Regions from separate parts of the Mus musculus genome. Here all the other regions are linked to region 1. A link is a contact called in public Hi-C and HiChIP or PLAC-seq data. All regions are on one chromosome and are shown on one strand. The core of a region is the stretch at or near the end of the contact, and the rest is flanking DNA. Distances in the headings are between cores, read along the strand shown. Region 1 holds the start of Dnajb6 (DnaJ heat shock protein family (Hsp40) member B6). Region 2 overlaps Gm42245 (a long non-coding RNA gene). Region 3 has its middle 37 kb from the start of Gm5129.

Region 1 (4,488 bases), core at 901-3,400:
GAGGTCTACACAAACAAGACAGTAAGACTTTGCCTCAAAAAAAAAAACAAAACAAAACAAAAAAAAAAAAAACAAAAATCAAAAACCAAAAAACAAAACAAAAAACCAGGAAATGGAAGTGATGCCTGAGGATTTCTTTTCAGAGACCTATATTTTTTTTTTCATTTTTTTTTCCGCTTTTTTTAAAAACAGAAGTCTCATTCTATATATTCTGTAGTCTTGGATGAACTGACCTCACAGAGATCCTCCACCTCTACCTCCCAAATTCTGGGATTAATAAGGTGTTCATTGGGGCTGGAGAGATGACTCAGTGGTTAAGAGCACCAACTGCTCTTCCAAAGGTCCTGAGTTCAAATCCCAGCAACCACATGGTGCCTCACAACCAACCGTAATGAGATCTGATGCCCTCTTCTGGTGCATCTGAAAACACCTACAGTGTACTTAGATATAATAATAAACAAACAAACAAACAAGGTGTTCATTCCCAGCCCCCAAAAGACTTTAATATAGATTTAATATCATGGGTCTTTTGAAAGCTCTGGGGAAAGATAAAACTAGGTCTACATGCAAACATGCACATGTCTGGAGTGAATCACATCCCCTGGAGCTGGAGTACTAGGCAGTTGTGGATCACCTGATATGGGTGTTGGGAATTGAACTCAGATCCTCTAGAAAGAGCAACTAATGTTTTTTACTGAGTCATCTCCTCAGACCCTGTGTTAGAATTCTTTTTTTTTTTTTTTTTTTTTTTTCTGAGACAGGGTTTCTCTGTGCAGCCCTGGCTGTCCTGGAACTCACTCTGTAGACCAGGCTGGCCTGGAACTCAGAAATCTGCCTGTCTCTGCCTCCCAAGTGCTGGGATTAAAGGCATTTGCCACCACTGCCCTGCGTGTTAGAATTCTTAAATGTCATGTGGCAAGAGGCTTCAGCCAGACTCTGAGGCGAGGGGACTCCTTTCCCTATTCTCTACCTTATAACTGGCTTTGTCTTTCGGCGCTGCTTCAATAGAAAGCTTGGGTTGCTGGGCTGTCAGCCCTGGAGTATGCAAGCACACACACCTTCCACTCGTCACTAGGCCAGACTCCTTGATTCCTGCCATTGAGGGTGGTAGTGGGTAAGATTGAGAGCAGAAAGGTGGAAGGAGAGGTGGAGGAAGGTAAAGGAAAGGGCGGGAACTTTTGTGCTTAGTTTTCATTTCAGTCTTGGACAGCCATCTTGTAGGGCTGAAAGTCAATTAGAAAAGAGATCTGGCCAAATTCTATGTTTCACAAAAGGGGAAGTGTAGTGTTTGGGAACCTTGGGGGCAGAACAGAAGCAAGGAGACAAGGAGCCATTCTGGAGGGTTCTATCTGGAGTTGAGTATATCCTACATGTGAGGGAGCATCCAAGGATCTGTGACTTCAGATCATGGGTCTCCACATCTTCTGTGCTTGTCCTTCTCAGGCGTTGAGAAGGTGGGCGTCCAACCATAACATTCTGAGATCAATATGTTCTCTTTCATTCTTACTTTCCAGTGCAGTGTTAGCTAACCTTTTGAAACTTACTGGGCAAGATGAAAAACTACTCATCCTATGGGTGTAAGTGGGGGTGGGGTGAGGATTTAAATGTCTATTTATTTATACAGGAGCTTATTGATTTATTGAGACAGGAGCTTATTGTGGGATCTGATGTCCTTCTCGGGTGTGTCCGAAGACAGTACATTCACATACAAAAAGTAAATACATCTTTAAAATAACCGTGTTTGAAATCTAGACCCTGGATTCAGCACTGCGAGTTGGTAATGATGAGGCCTCTCACGGTTCACTCTAAGTCGGGCCTGCTTGTTGGGTCGGCCGAACCTCGGGACCACAATTCTCCAAGTCCATAGGAGTGTGAGTCATACTACGCTATCAGGTCCTTATCTCCGAATCCACTGTGTCAGAGGCTGTGAGCGTCCTTCCTCCCAGCCTGCTTCCGGGCAAACGCAGGCTCCTTGGTTCGGCTACAGTCGCCTCAGGCTTTAGAGCCCTCCAGGCACAGAGCTTGCGCAAGGGGACGCTTCCCGCCCTATTCAGCCACCTTCGCCTATGTAAACCCTCCAGAATCCCACCGTCCTCAGCTCCGAGAATCTTCCGGAACGCTAGACCAGCGCTATCAAGTCCGACGCGCACGGAGGCTGCTGCGCACGTTAGCTTCAGGGCCGGGCGGAAGTCGACGTCGCCGGGCCGCGCCGCCACCGCGTGACGCACTTCCTGTTTGTTGTTGGAGAAAAGAAGAGAAAGGAAAGCGCGAGGAGACGCCGCCGCCGCCACCGCCACCAGCGCAGCTGTGCCACAGCCGCGAGGAGACCGGCCGCCTGACTTCCCTCCTCGCTGGCCGCCGTGTCCTCGGTGAGGGTCCGCGAGCCGCGGCGAAAAGCAGGGTTGACTACGGCGGGAGGGGAAGGCCTGCGAATGGGCTAACCCGCTTGGCTCCCGGAATACGGGTGCAGGAACCGGGTCGACAGTGGGGCCGGTACTGCTCACAAGGCCGAACGGGTTCCAGTCTAGGCTGTAGTCTTGTGTCTAGGTCTGGGGCTTAAGGTGTTCCTGGTCTGGGCCGGTTGTAGATTGGGTCTGTGGAGAGCGTTTGCCGTTCTTGGTCAGGCCTAGCTCGGGGCTTAGCTGCGGTCCGCTTCCCTAGTTCTCTGGTCGAAGGTGGCGGTTGGGTCCGGCACGCGCTAGGTCGGCCGCAGAGCTCCAGGAGTAGGCAAGGCTGGTGTCACCCAGTCCTGGCGTCCTCACTGCATTCTGCAAGCAAGGGGTCAGGTGGCCTGCGAAGAGCAGGACTCCCATGGAAGGCGCAATCACCGGCCCAGGCCTCCAGGCAGCGAAGGGGGCCGGGTGGGAAGGCCAAGGCGGTTTCCAGGGACTGTTGGGAAGTTTGCTAGGCGACCCGCCTGGCTCAGCTTACTTTTAAAACTAGTTTGATGTTGGCCTCGAAGGTTGCTTTGCTGTGGTTTACGTAACAAAGTTTATGTAACTGGAGTTTACACTAAGTCTTAATTTACTTCGGTTGTGTTGACAAGGAACTCTGCACTGCAAACTAAAAGGTCTTAAAAACTTTGGAGATGGAGTTTTTTTTTTTTTTTTTAAACAGGAGGGGTTTGTCAAGTTTTAAAAGCTTTGTTACCGAAGAAGTTGTATGTGAACCGTTGAAAGGGAATGGTGGGGATGGTCCCACCTTCTAAGGTGGGGAGTGCCTGCCCAGTGCAGCCACTTTGGTTTTTTTGTAACGTCTTTATTTGAACCTTAGATTTGTGGTTAGGGTTTACGCATTCTAGGCCGTAGAATCTCAGGACGCTCAGCTTGCTAGGGAAGTGATACCAACTTTAAGGCAACTGTTTTAGTAGAAATATTGGACATAAAAGCCAGAGGAGGGAACAACCTAAAGAACAAGCGCCCTGATATTTGAACTTAGTCTGTTCTTGTTTGTAAAGTAAACCCCACAGTAGACTTACTGATTCCTGGAAGGACTCCTTTGTTGTACTTTGGGATATCGCCACCACAGGCCGAATTGCCCTCCGGTGTGTGATTACGGTGTCATCAGTACACACACTTGGGTGGAGCTTTGGAATTAGGAAGAACATGAAAGAAATATGGGAAGAAATGCTGCCTTTTGTAGGTATGGTTGACTTGGAAGTTTCAGTCTTCTCTTCACTCTTGCCCAGGCAGACCATGCCTGTCTTTTTGTTTGTTTGTTTGTTTGTTTTTGAGACAGGGTTTCTCTGTAGCCCTGGCTGTCCCTGAACTCACTTTGTAGACCAGGCTGGCCTTGAACTCAAATCTACCTGCCTCTGCCTCCCAAGTGCTGGGATTAAAGGCGTGTGCCACCACGCCCGGCTTGCAAACTTTTTTGGTATTGTTTTGTGTACCCCTGGCTGTCCTGGAACTCACTTTGAATAGCAGCCTGATACCAAACACAGAACTCTGCCTCCTGCTGGGATTAAAAAAAGGTGTGCACCCTCTGCACCAGCCACATCTTTAGAATTGTAAAGAAGGCACTTTGTTATCCCTGTCCACTATTGGTGTGATAGCGTGTGCCTTTTACATTATTTAATACTCAAGGATGTGCGTGTACTTTTAGACCTTGTCTGATGCCTTTCTAAAGAACAAGCAAATAGAACAGAATTGTCCTTTCGACTTGGTTCTGCTTTGCAGGATTCTTAAAAACTGACACTTTGAAAATGATTGTATGTTAAGTCTTAAATTTACCCAGGACACCATCTGGTAGTGAAGGGCCTACAGTTAAAGGCAGGATTTTGTAGGAGGGATTAGAGTGGCAAATTAATATTATTTTCATGTATAGAGTTTAAGAGAGTAACTTTGGGAATAAAGTCACAGTGAGCTGTGTAGTGTTGTGTGGGTCCTTGATACCAGTAATTCAAGAGGGTGAGGTAGAATTTTAGGTAGAGGCCATCTTGGCCTGTAAAGTGAGACTCTACTTCAAGCAGTAAGCCTGAGGTTAACC
Region 2 (4,488 bases), core at 1,269-3,768, 42 kb before region 1:
CTTCTTGATCTTCCAGAGAGCCTAGGGTCAATTCACAGCACCTACATAGCTGCTTACCATAGTTTGTAACTCTAGTTCCAGGGTATCCAATATACCCTTCTGGTCTCCATGAATACTAGGCATGCACATGCTGTGCAGACATACAAACAAACAACCAGGTTTCCGTTGCTGCAAAGAAACACAAAGACCCAAGATGGTTGAAGTGAAACAGAAGAAGAAACAGATCTTCAATAAGTTCACCACCACAGCATTAACCTGGATCAACTGGTAGACATGTCCTACGAGCAGCTGATGCAATTATACTGCACTTGCCATGGGCAGTGCCTGAACCATGGCCTGAGGTAGAAGCAACACTTACTACTTAAGTGCCTGAGAAAAGCCAAGAAGGCACCACCCATGGAGAAGCTGGGATTGAGGGACAATGCTCATGCTGCCTGAGACAGTAGGTAGCTTGCCGGGTATGTACAACAGAAAGGCCTTCAACCCAATGCAGCAAACCAGAGGTCATGGGCCTAGGCAAGTTTTCCAATAAAGAAAGAAAAACAAAAAACAAAAAGCAAGCTGGGGAGATGTGGGACAATGGGCTACACACAGACAGCCTGGTATCCAGTCAAGCTTAGGTCTTGAAACCCGGTGGGCCCCGGTGGGTGGTAGATGGTTGGGGGTAAGGGACTATGGAGTTAGGCAGGGCTTCATCTGTGAGTTTACAGCTTGGAGAAGGGGGAGGACAGATACCTCTCTCTGGTTGGATGTAGATAGGAGAGTCTTTTTCCTGTAGGAGGGTAGAGACTTGTATGAGTAGAGGGGAAAGTGGGTTGGCATCTAATTTGATGAAGGATCTTGACAACCAGGGGAGCAAATTGACAGCATATACACTGTCTGAAAAGAGGTTAAGGGGGCCCTTGACTTCTTTTAGAGCTAAATAGATGGCATATAATTCTTTATATTGGGGGAGAGTGACTGGGTAGCTCTTTGAATCAGAGGATAGGGGTTCATCTTCAGGGAAGTAGTATATTACTGCTGCAGCCTCCCTCTTGGTAAATATTGAGGGGGCTCCTGCTATGGGCCCTTTTGAGAATAGTTTGGGAGATCCCTTATTTGTGTGTGGGAAGGCTTGGTGCTGCTCCTACATGACTGATAGCCACACAACCTCCTGTGGGGGCTGTGGGGTGGTAACTTCAACAGGAGCTAGGGGGTCAGGAGACATGATTAAATGCCTTCAGTCCCATGTAGGTGGAAATTACCACACACTGGGTCCCACCAGGTTTCAAGACCTAAGCTTGAGTGGAGACCAACCAGGCTGTCTGTGCATAGCCCTAGCCCGTTGCCCCACAGGGAGGAAAGGCAAGGGTTTATTTGGCTTACACTACAGTATAATGTGTATCACCAAAGGACTTCAGGACAGGAACTCAAGCAGGAAAGTATCCTGGAGATGGGAGCTGATGGAGGGATGCTGCTTACTAGTTTGCTTCCCCTTTCTTGCTCAGCCTGCTTTCTTATAGAACCAAGAACCACCAGCCCAGGGATGGAACCACCCACCATAGACTGGTCCCTCCCATATCAATAACTAGTTAAGAAAATGCCTTACATGGGCTGGTGAGATGGTTCAGTGGTTAAGAGCCTGGACTGCTCTTCCATAGGTCCTGAGTTTAGTTCCCAGCACCCACATGATGGCTCACAAGCATCTGTAAGGAGATCTAAATGCCCACTTCTGGTGTGTCTGAAGACAGCTATAGTATATACATTAGTATATACATATACATTTACACACACACACACATAAAATCAGAGAAGGTAGCCATTATGATGGAGACTGAGAGGGATGATGGGTGGCCAGCCAGACCTCACCACAACAAGGGTAAGGACAGGAACCATCAGGGGAAGCCACAGAATTCTCAAAGCCAGAGAAACTTATCCATGTTCCCTGAGTGTGGCAGGAATATAATCCCAAGAGCCCTAATCTACCCTCTCAGCAGACCCAAGAAAGGACATCAGAGTTTCTCTCATCCCCTCAGTGGGCTGGTATTATGTGAGTCTTAGGCTCAAAGCTGGCCATGAGTATAGAGATAATGAGAGCTGTCTGCAGGAAGAGTGTGTGTGTGTGTGTGTGTGTGTGTGTGTGTGTGTAGGTCAGAGGACAACTTTCAAAGTTAATTCTCTCCTACCATGTAGGTTCTGTCAGATCCAAAGGAAACTCCAGTTTCCCAAAGGCAGTCCAAATACTCAGAAATGACATTTCTTTATTATTTCTTTTTTGTTTGTTTGTTTGTTTGTTTTTGTTTTTTTTTTTTCGAGACGGGGTTTCTCTGTATAGCCCTGGCTGTCCTGGAACTCACTTTGTAGACCAGGCTGGCCTCTAACTCAGAAATTCACCTGCCTCTGCCTCCTGAGTGCTGGGATTAAAGGCCTGTGCCACCACGCCCAGCCAGAAATGACATTTCTGAGCTCAATCTTGACTATAGAAGGATTTCTGGTGGTTAGATAAAAGCCAGCATTCAGGAACTTGTGAAACTAGTTCCCCTCTGCCAAAAGGAGTAATTTCCCTTCCCTCTGACAGTGTCTTCTCAACATATCAAAGCACATTCTGTTATTACGGGTGCCTGCTACACATTTCAAAATCTCTGAAGAGCTAGCATTCCAGAGAACTGTGTCTCCTCTGCTCCCCTGTCCTTATGGGCTTGCCAACCCCCAGCTGCCCACTCTTTCTGTAGCCCCGCTGTTATCAATGTGCTCTCTCTGCCCTGCTCCCGCTTCTCTCACTATCTGCTCTATTCTATCCCCTGCTCACAGAGAGCCCTGGCCAGATCCACTCTGCTGACCATGTTCAGTCTACATCTTTCTCTCTCTACTCTGGACTCTCAGATTTCTTTGGCTGTTTTCTCTCACATATCTACAATAAAAACTTTCCCCTTAGGGCTGGAGAGATGGCTCAGCTGTTGAGAGCACTGGCTGCTGATCTGGCAGAGGACCCAGGTTCAGTTCCCAGAACCCACAGAGTAGCTCACAACCACCCATTGCTCCAGTTTCAGGTGTCTGATGCCCTCTTCTCCATGGGCTCTGTGCACACAGCACACAGACACACACAGAGAGAGAGAGACAGACAGAGAGAGAGAGACAGAGACACAGAGACAGAGAGAGAAAAGGGGCGTATGGGGAAAGGGAGAGGGAGGGAGAGGGAGAGAGAAAGAGAGAAAACAGAAACAAACAAAACTTCTCCTTAACCACACCAAGGAGTGGTCATGCCATCAGTTTATACAGGTCCCAGAGATCAAACTCAGGTTATCAAACCTGACAGCTAATGTCTTTTCTCCCTGACTCACCTTGTCTGCCCAAAATACTATTTAAAAGATGAAAGGTGAGTAATACCAGCCCTAGGATTGAGGCTGTAATCCATGCTAAGTGGGAAGACCACCTTACCCAACTGGGCCCTCAGTGAAGCAAGGGTCCAGAAACAACTCAAACAGCCCTCTCAAGAACCAGAGACAGAGACTGGAGAGATGGCTCAGTGGTTAAGAACACTAACTTGTACTTCCAGAGGTCCTGAGTTCAATACCCAACAACCACATGGTTGCTCTCAACCATCTGTAATGGGATCCAATGCCCTCTTCTGGTATGTCTGAAGACAGCTACGGTGTTACTCATGTACATAAAATAAATAAATAATTCTAACCCCCCCCCCCAAACAATTGAAAAAAAAAAAAAGAAAGAACAGAGACAACCACAAGGTGGTGGCACACACCTTTAATACCGGTATAGGACATAAAAACCGTGCCAGGTTGAGACCCAGAGACTCAGTGGGCACACACCTGAGACTTAGGCAAGTCCTCACTCCCTGACACTCTAGCCTGGAAACATGTCCTCCAAAACAGAGTTCTCCGTGCTAAAGATGTACCTAGCAGTCCAGAGGGTTTAGCCAATAAGCTTCCCTTCCCAGACATTCCTCCTTGCAAAACGTATTTAATCTCAGGTCCACCCGGAGAAATGAGTATAAATTATGCACCTGTTTTCCACATGAACAACCAATAACCTGTTTAGAACCATGGACTGTGTCTTTCATCAAGATCCGCTGTAGGGAGCCACGGAGAAGGCATTTGACTACAGAACAACCTGTAGAAGGCTCTCTGCACTACCAGTCACAACCATCACCAACAACTAAGGACAATCACCACTGGGACAAGCAGGAACTCCCATTTCCCCCTGCCCTAGACTAGACTCTATCCCCAGCCCAAGGGCCCATGACTCTGTTCTCAGCTCTTCCAGAACTCCCAGAGGCACCTGGATGTCCAAGAGTCTGAGAACCCCATGGCCCTGGTCTCATCGAACCCCCGAATCAGCTCCGGCTTTCCTGTATCTTAGACTGCACTTTCCCACCTTCAAAGTGATGTCTCAGAGCTTCCCTACAGCCTGGCACCCACCCTTGTGACAACAGCATGGGATAAGCACAGTCAAACTCCCCTCCCCAAGTGGCCATGCCCTGCGGTGGGATGG
Region 3 (4,488 bases), core at 577-3,076, 37 kb after region 1:
TTAGTGCTTACTACTGTATGTAAACTTGGCTTGTCATTGTTGATTTTGTGAGTGATGTCTGCATGTATGCTTGTGCACCATGACTATGCAGTGCATGAGGAGGCCAGAAGAGGGCATTAGATCCCCTGGACCACAGGACCATATGAATGCTGAGAATTTCTCTGGAAGAAGGGCCAGTGCTTTTGATTGCCGAGCCATCTCTAGCCTGTTCTTGATTTAAAAAGATAGAGTTCACATCTTTCATGTAGCTGTACACTGTTAAGGTGATAGTGGGATTAAAATAAATCTGTATGGGTGTTTTGACTATATATGTCTGTACTATGAATTTTTAGTGACTTTGGAAACTAGAAGAGGAGTTACAGATAGTTGTAAACTGCCTTGTGGATCCTGGGAATAGAATCTGGGTCCTCTAGAAGGGCAAGCACTGTAACTGCTGATCTTTTCAGCCCCAGGATTTGGTTTGGATTATATATTTCTCTCAGGAGGCACGTAATATAATAGTTCATGCACTCAATGTAAACTCAAGAGCCTGTCTGATTCCTTAAAGCTGGAGTTATAGGTGGTGATGAGGTGGCTGCGGTGCTGGGAACCAAACTCAGGCCATCTGGGAGAATACAAAATGCTGGAGAGCCAGCTCTCCAGCCTACTGACAGCATCATATTCTGCGAGAGGCTGCTTTTAGAAAGATTAATATACAAAAAGTCTCCTTTCAGCCAGCTGGAGGTGGCACATACCTTTAATCCCTGATTTTGGAAACAGAGGAAGGCAGATCTCTGACTGAGACCAGCCTGGTCTACAGAGTTAGTTCCCAGTTCCAGGACAGCCCCGGGTTTTGAGAAACTTTTTTTAAATGGAGAAACTTTGTCTCAATAAAACAAAAAACCAAAACAATACAAAAAAAGTCTTCTTTCTACCAGTTTCGAGGAAATAGATCCTGAAATTTATCCATTTTCTCTGGGACTTTTTGTAGTAATCGATAGCCCTGATACCCAGAACTGGGAGATAGGTGTCTGGGTGTGTATGTAGAGGATTCTTTTGGTTATTTGAGGTGAGAACCTGCACCTGTGGCTGGCACCGTTCTGTGGCTGGGACACTAATGGTCAACATCCTGTGCTGCTCTTTGTAACCGACTACTGCTCTTCTACCCTACTGTCTGTCAGAGTATTTCATCACAGTGGCAGGAAGAGAGACATACCACTATTGGGGGTGGCCAACCTGCAGATTTACTGCCTCTAGCTTTCCAGTGTTTTGAGTGGTCTAAGCTGACAAGAAATGACTCAGAAAGCTGGCATCTGCCTGGCCTTTACAAGATTCATTTCAGCTGTGTCTGTGTCCTGATATTTTCTCATCATTAATGCTGGTATCACTTGGTTTACAAGGTTTCTGGGGCTGAAAGGGGAAAATGCTGCAGATAAGCCAGCAATCACAGACAGATACAGAGACAGAAGTGGAGAATTCTATTTTGTTTCCATTCCTTGATGAACTATCAATGCAGTAAGACTCAAAAAAAAGTACCCCCCAATTTATTTTTGAGGTTTCAAGGCTGTCTTGGAACTCTAGAACCCCAACTTTAAGACATGCACCTGCCTTTACCTCCTGAGTGCTGGGATTAATGGTGTGTGCCTCCACTGCCCAGCTCTGGTTTGGATTTTAGGAGCAGATTTTTAACTGCTGAGCCATTTCCCCAGCTCCAAAAGAATTTACTAAGTGGCATCTGGTTTATGTCCACCACCTTTCAGCCCTGTTTGTCTTTTTACTGGTACTCATGTGACAGAGGGAAGTGAAGTCTGATGCTGCCTTGCGTTTGTTCCCCATAAGATCTGGCTCTGGTCCTAGAGGGTGCTACAGGAGTGGCCACGGCTGTGGGGTGCAGGGAGTTGCTATGCAGCACCATCTGTAACTAACAGCATTTGGCCCTGGTTATGGGAACAGTTGGTGTTTTTAAGATGCCCATTAATTGCCAGCCCTACTGGTCTGAGAAATGATTGACTATGGGCACCTTTACCCAGGGCTTTTGATGGGTATGAGCAATGGGATTTGTGTGCCACCACATGGAACTGACACGTTAGGGCATACCAACTACACTCGGCTGCTGGAAGTCATTTGGCTGTTTGTCTTGTCCACTGTGACTCAGTGAGTTCAGGATGTTTGTGACACAGCACCAGAAGAAGCTCAACTGGTGCTTTTCATAGTTCTTAACCACAGAGGCAGGGGCTCTACCCTGGAACTCATTTGTGGAACTCAGCTCTTGTCTTAGCATCCTAAATGCTGGGATTGTAAGTGTCACCCAGCTCACCAGTTATTTTCATAGTCACTCCATGTATCTTCTGACCCCAGAGGACATGGCCCTTTTTAAGACTGAGGATGTGACTCAGTGGTAGGGTACTTGTCTAGCCTGAGTTAGAAATAAAATTACTGTCCTGTTGAAATTAGTGCTTTCGGGATTCCCTGGTTTCTAGGTCTCCAGATGAAATGTGACTTTTGCCTACTTGTGCGCTTCCTAACTCTTCTCTACTAATGTCGGTTTCCTAAGATGACCCTGCTGTCACACCTTCCTTCATGCCAGGCTGGTTTTATACATGCCCCACTTGGTTTCTCACTTTCTGGCTGCTCAAGCGTGTCCTCTCACAGATGTCCTCATTCTGTTGTGTTCATTTGAGACCGACAGTGCAGAGTTTGTTTGAAACTACAGCACTAAGTCTAAGAACAAGAACCCTGTGTGCCAGTCCCAGTGCCTGGCACATGTTTTGACGCCAGTGGTGTGACTGACTTCATCTTGTGAGCCAGCAGGTGATACAGACGAAATATCAGGTTGATGGCATTAATGACCTAGTGAAATAGACTTCTTTCTCCTTGTGTACTTGGGGAGGAGCTTATGTGAAGTCAGTACCCACATTCAGCTGGACTCAGATCTGAAGCCGTACCACACTCTGTGACAGTTGCCAAGTCTTTCTGTCTCAGCTTCCGGGCGACCTCAGTGTCTTGGCTGGGGACACTGTCAGATCGTGAGTTTGTTTTAAATTTTCATTAGTTGTTTCAAGGCATATGTTTTCTGGTGTGTTTCGTTCCCCAAGTGGAAAAGAAACATGACCTCATAACCCCGGGTGTGGACCAGTGCTTGACTTGCCTTAGGCTCTGGTTTGGGTCACCAGCATCAAAACAAACCCACTTTTTCAAAAAAGGAAAGAAAATAGGTGAATATGGGACTTGTGAGATGGCACCGACTGTTCTTCCAGAGGTCCTGAGTTCAATTCCCAGCAACCACAAGGTGGCTGTAATGGGATCCAAAGCTCTCTTCTGGTGTCTCTGAAGAGAGTGACAGTGTACTCACATAAAATAAATTACATATATTTTTTAAAAAGTGAGTGTAAGGTGGTTGGGTGTGTTACATGCCCTTGATCCTAGCACTCAGGAGTACAGAGTGAGTTCCAGGGTAGCCAGCGGCACACATCTCAAAAAACAGAAAACGAAAAACAAATCCGAAACAACCACCCTCTCCCTCCCCATAAAACGCTCCAAACAGGCATCAAAGGAGCAGGAGAGACAGCTCAGCAGTTAAGAACACTGACTGACTCTTTCAGGTTCAATTCCCAGCACCCACATGGCAGCTCACAATTGTCTGTAACTCTTGATAATAAGCAGGCAAAATACAAATATAAGTTACGTTAAAAAGGCATCAGTGGCTGATTAGGTAAAAACCTTTACATCTATCAAAGTAAGGAGAAAGTTCAAAGCCAGCTTGGTCTGTGAAGAATTCCAGACCCTACTCTCATGAGTAAGTAGATAAAAACAAACCATAAGTATATAAAAATCATGCTAGCGGATGGGCCAGCCAAAATTGTGCCTTTTTTGTTCTGTTTTTGGTTTTTTTAGAGACAGGGTTTTTCTGTATATATAGCTCTGGTTGTCCTGGAATTCACTTGTAGACCAGGCTAGCTTCAGACTCAAGGGATCCACCTGCCTCTGCCTCCTGAGTGCTGGAATTAAAGTCGTGTGCCACTACCACCTGACTACTAAATTTTTTAAATGGATTTATGTTTGTGTGTGCATGTATTTCTGTGCACCATATGCTCATGAAAGCCAAAACAGGGCAGATGTGGACACTAGGAATCTCACCTCTGTCTCCCAGAAGAGCAGCCAGTGCAGGCCCCCTGGTAACATCCTGTCCAGAAAGACTGTGTTCCTGACTCTCAGATAGTTTCCCTAGTTTTGAAGGATTGCTAGGTGGACCTGGCATTTGTGTCAGTTGCAGAAAATATGATCTTCTGTACATTTCCAGAAAAGGCTTTTGTATATCTTTAATTAAATTTGTTTATATGTGTATTTGCATTCTGTCACACACTTGGAAGATGGAGGACAGTCGGTGGCTTCCAGAAAACTGGGTCATCAGGTTTTGAAACAAGTACCCTCGTTCTGAGTTTTCCTGCCAGCCCCACTTCTGTAAATATTAAAGATGAAGCTCATGATTGATGGTTTAATGCAGGTGGC

The links. Hi-C and Micro-C count contacts between places; a contact is called where the count stands out from the background. HiChIP or PLAC-seq counts read pairs in DNA pulled down with a chosen protein or histone mark.
Region 2: a Hi-C map of 8-cell embryo shows a contact between it and region 1, with 2.8 times the contacts expected there. The contact joins the enhancer-like site here to the promoter of Dnajb6 in region 1. A contact is called at or near these places in 2 of 39 promoter capture datasets (3T3-L1-derived adipocytes and macrophages), 1 of 15 datasets of contacts at CTCF or cohesin (the NIH/3T3 cell line), 13 of 484 Hi-C or Micro-C datasets (8-cell embryo, the AML12 cell line, the G1E-ER4 cell line and 6 more), 12 of 115 datasets of contacts at active chromatin or transcription factors (the HPC-7 cell line, bone marrow-derived macrophages, embryonic fibroblasts and 4 more) and 3 of 9 other capture datasets (adipose tissue, liver and pancreatic islet).
Region 3: a contact with region 1 is called in a BATF HiChIP or PLAC-seq map of CD8 T cells, with 15 read pairs. The contact joins the enhancer-like site here to the promoter of Dnajb6 in region 1. A contact is called at or near these places in 2 of 39 promoter capture datasets (erythroid cells and macrophages), 17 of 484 Hi-C or Micro-C datasets (the C10 cell line, the HPC-7 cell line, cerebral cortex and 5 more), 10 of 115 datasets of contacts at active chromatin or transcription factors (CD8 T cells, the HPC-7 cell line, astrocytes and 5 more) and 2 of 9 other capture datasets (adipose tissue and liver).

Annotation. Positions count from the first base shown.
Region 1 is chr5:29,733,748-29,738,235 of GRCm38.p6, forward strand. It overlaps Dnajb6 (DnaJ heat shock protein family (Hsp40) member B6), which reads left to right and starts at 2,151. Exons shown (of 8, transcript NM_011847.4): 1 at 2,151-2,369. It overlaps Gm5129 (predicted gene 5129), which reads right to left and starts at 2,189. Exons shown (of 1, transcript NR_028426.1): 1 at 1,587-2,189.
Region 2 is chr5:29,691,228-29,695,715 of GRCm38.p6, forward strand. The region is part of intron 2 of Gm42245 (a long non-coding RNA gene); the gene reads right to left. Among named protein-coding and RNA genes, the nearest start is that of Gm42245, 6.4 kb to the right of the region's middle. Within about 2 kb of position 2,519, at least 6 of the 459 cell types and tissues checked have an H3K27ac peak or open chromatin away from gene starts, as enhancers often do. A contact at or near this core is called in 8-cell embryo, where this site is marked.
Region 3 is chr5:29,771,030-29,775,517 of GRCm38.p6, forward strand. It overlaps a transcript of Dnajb6 not described here. Among named protein-coding and RNA genes, the nearest start is that of Gm5129, 37 kb to the left of the region's middle. Within about 2 kb of position 1,827, at least 94 of the 459 cell types and tissues checked have an H3K27ac peak or open chromatin away from gene starts, as enhancers often do. A contact at or near this core is called in CD8 T cells, the HPC-7 cell line, astrocytes and 3 more, where this site is marked.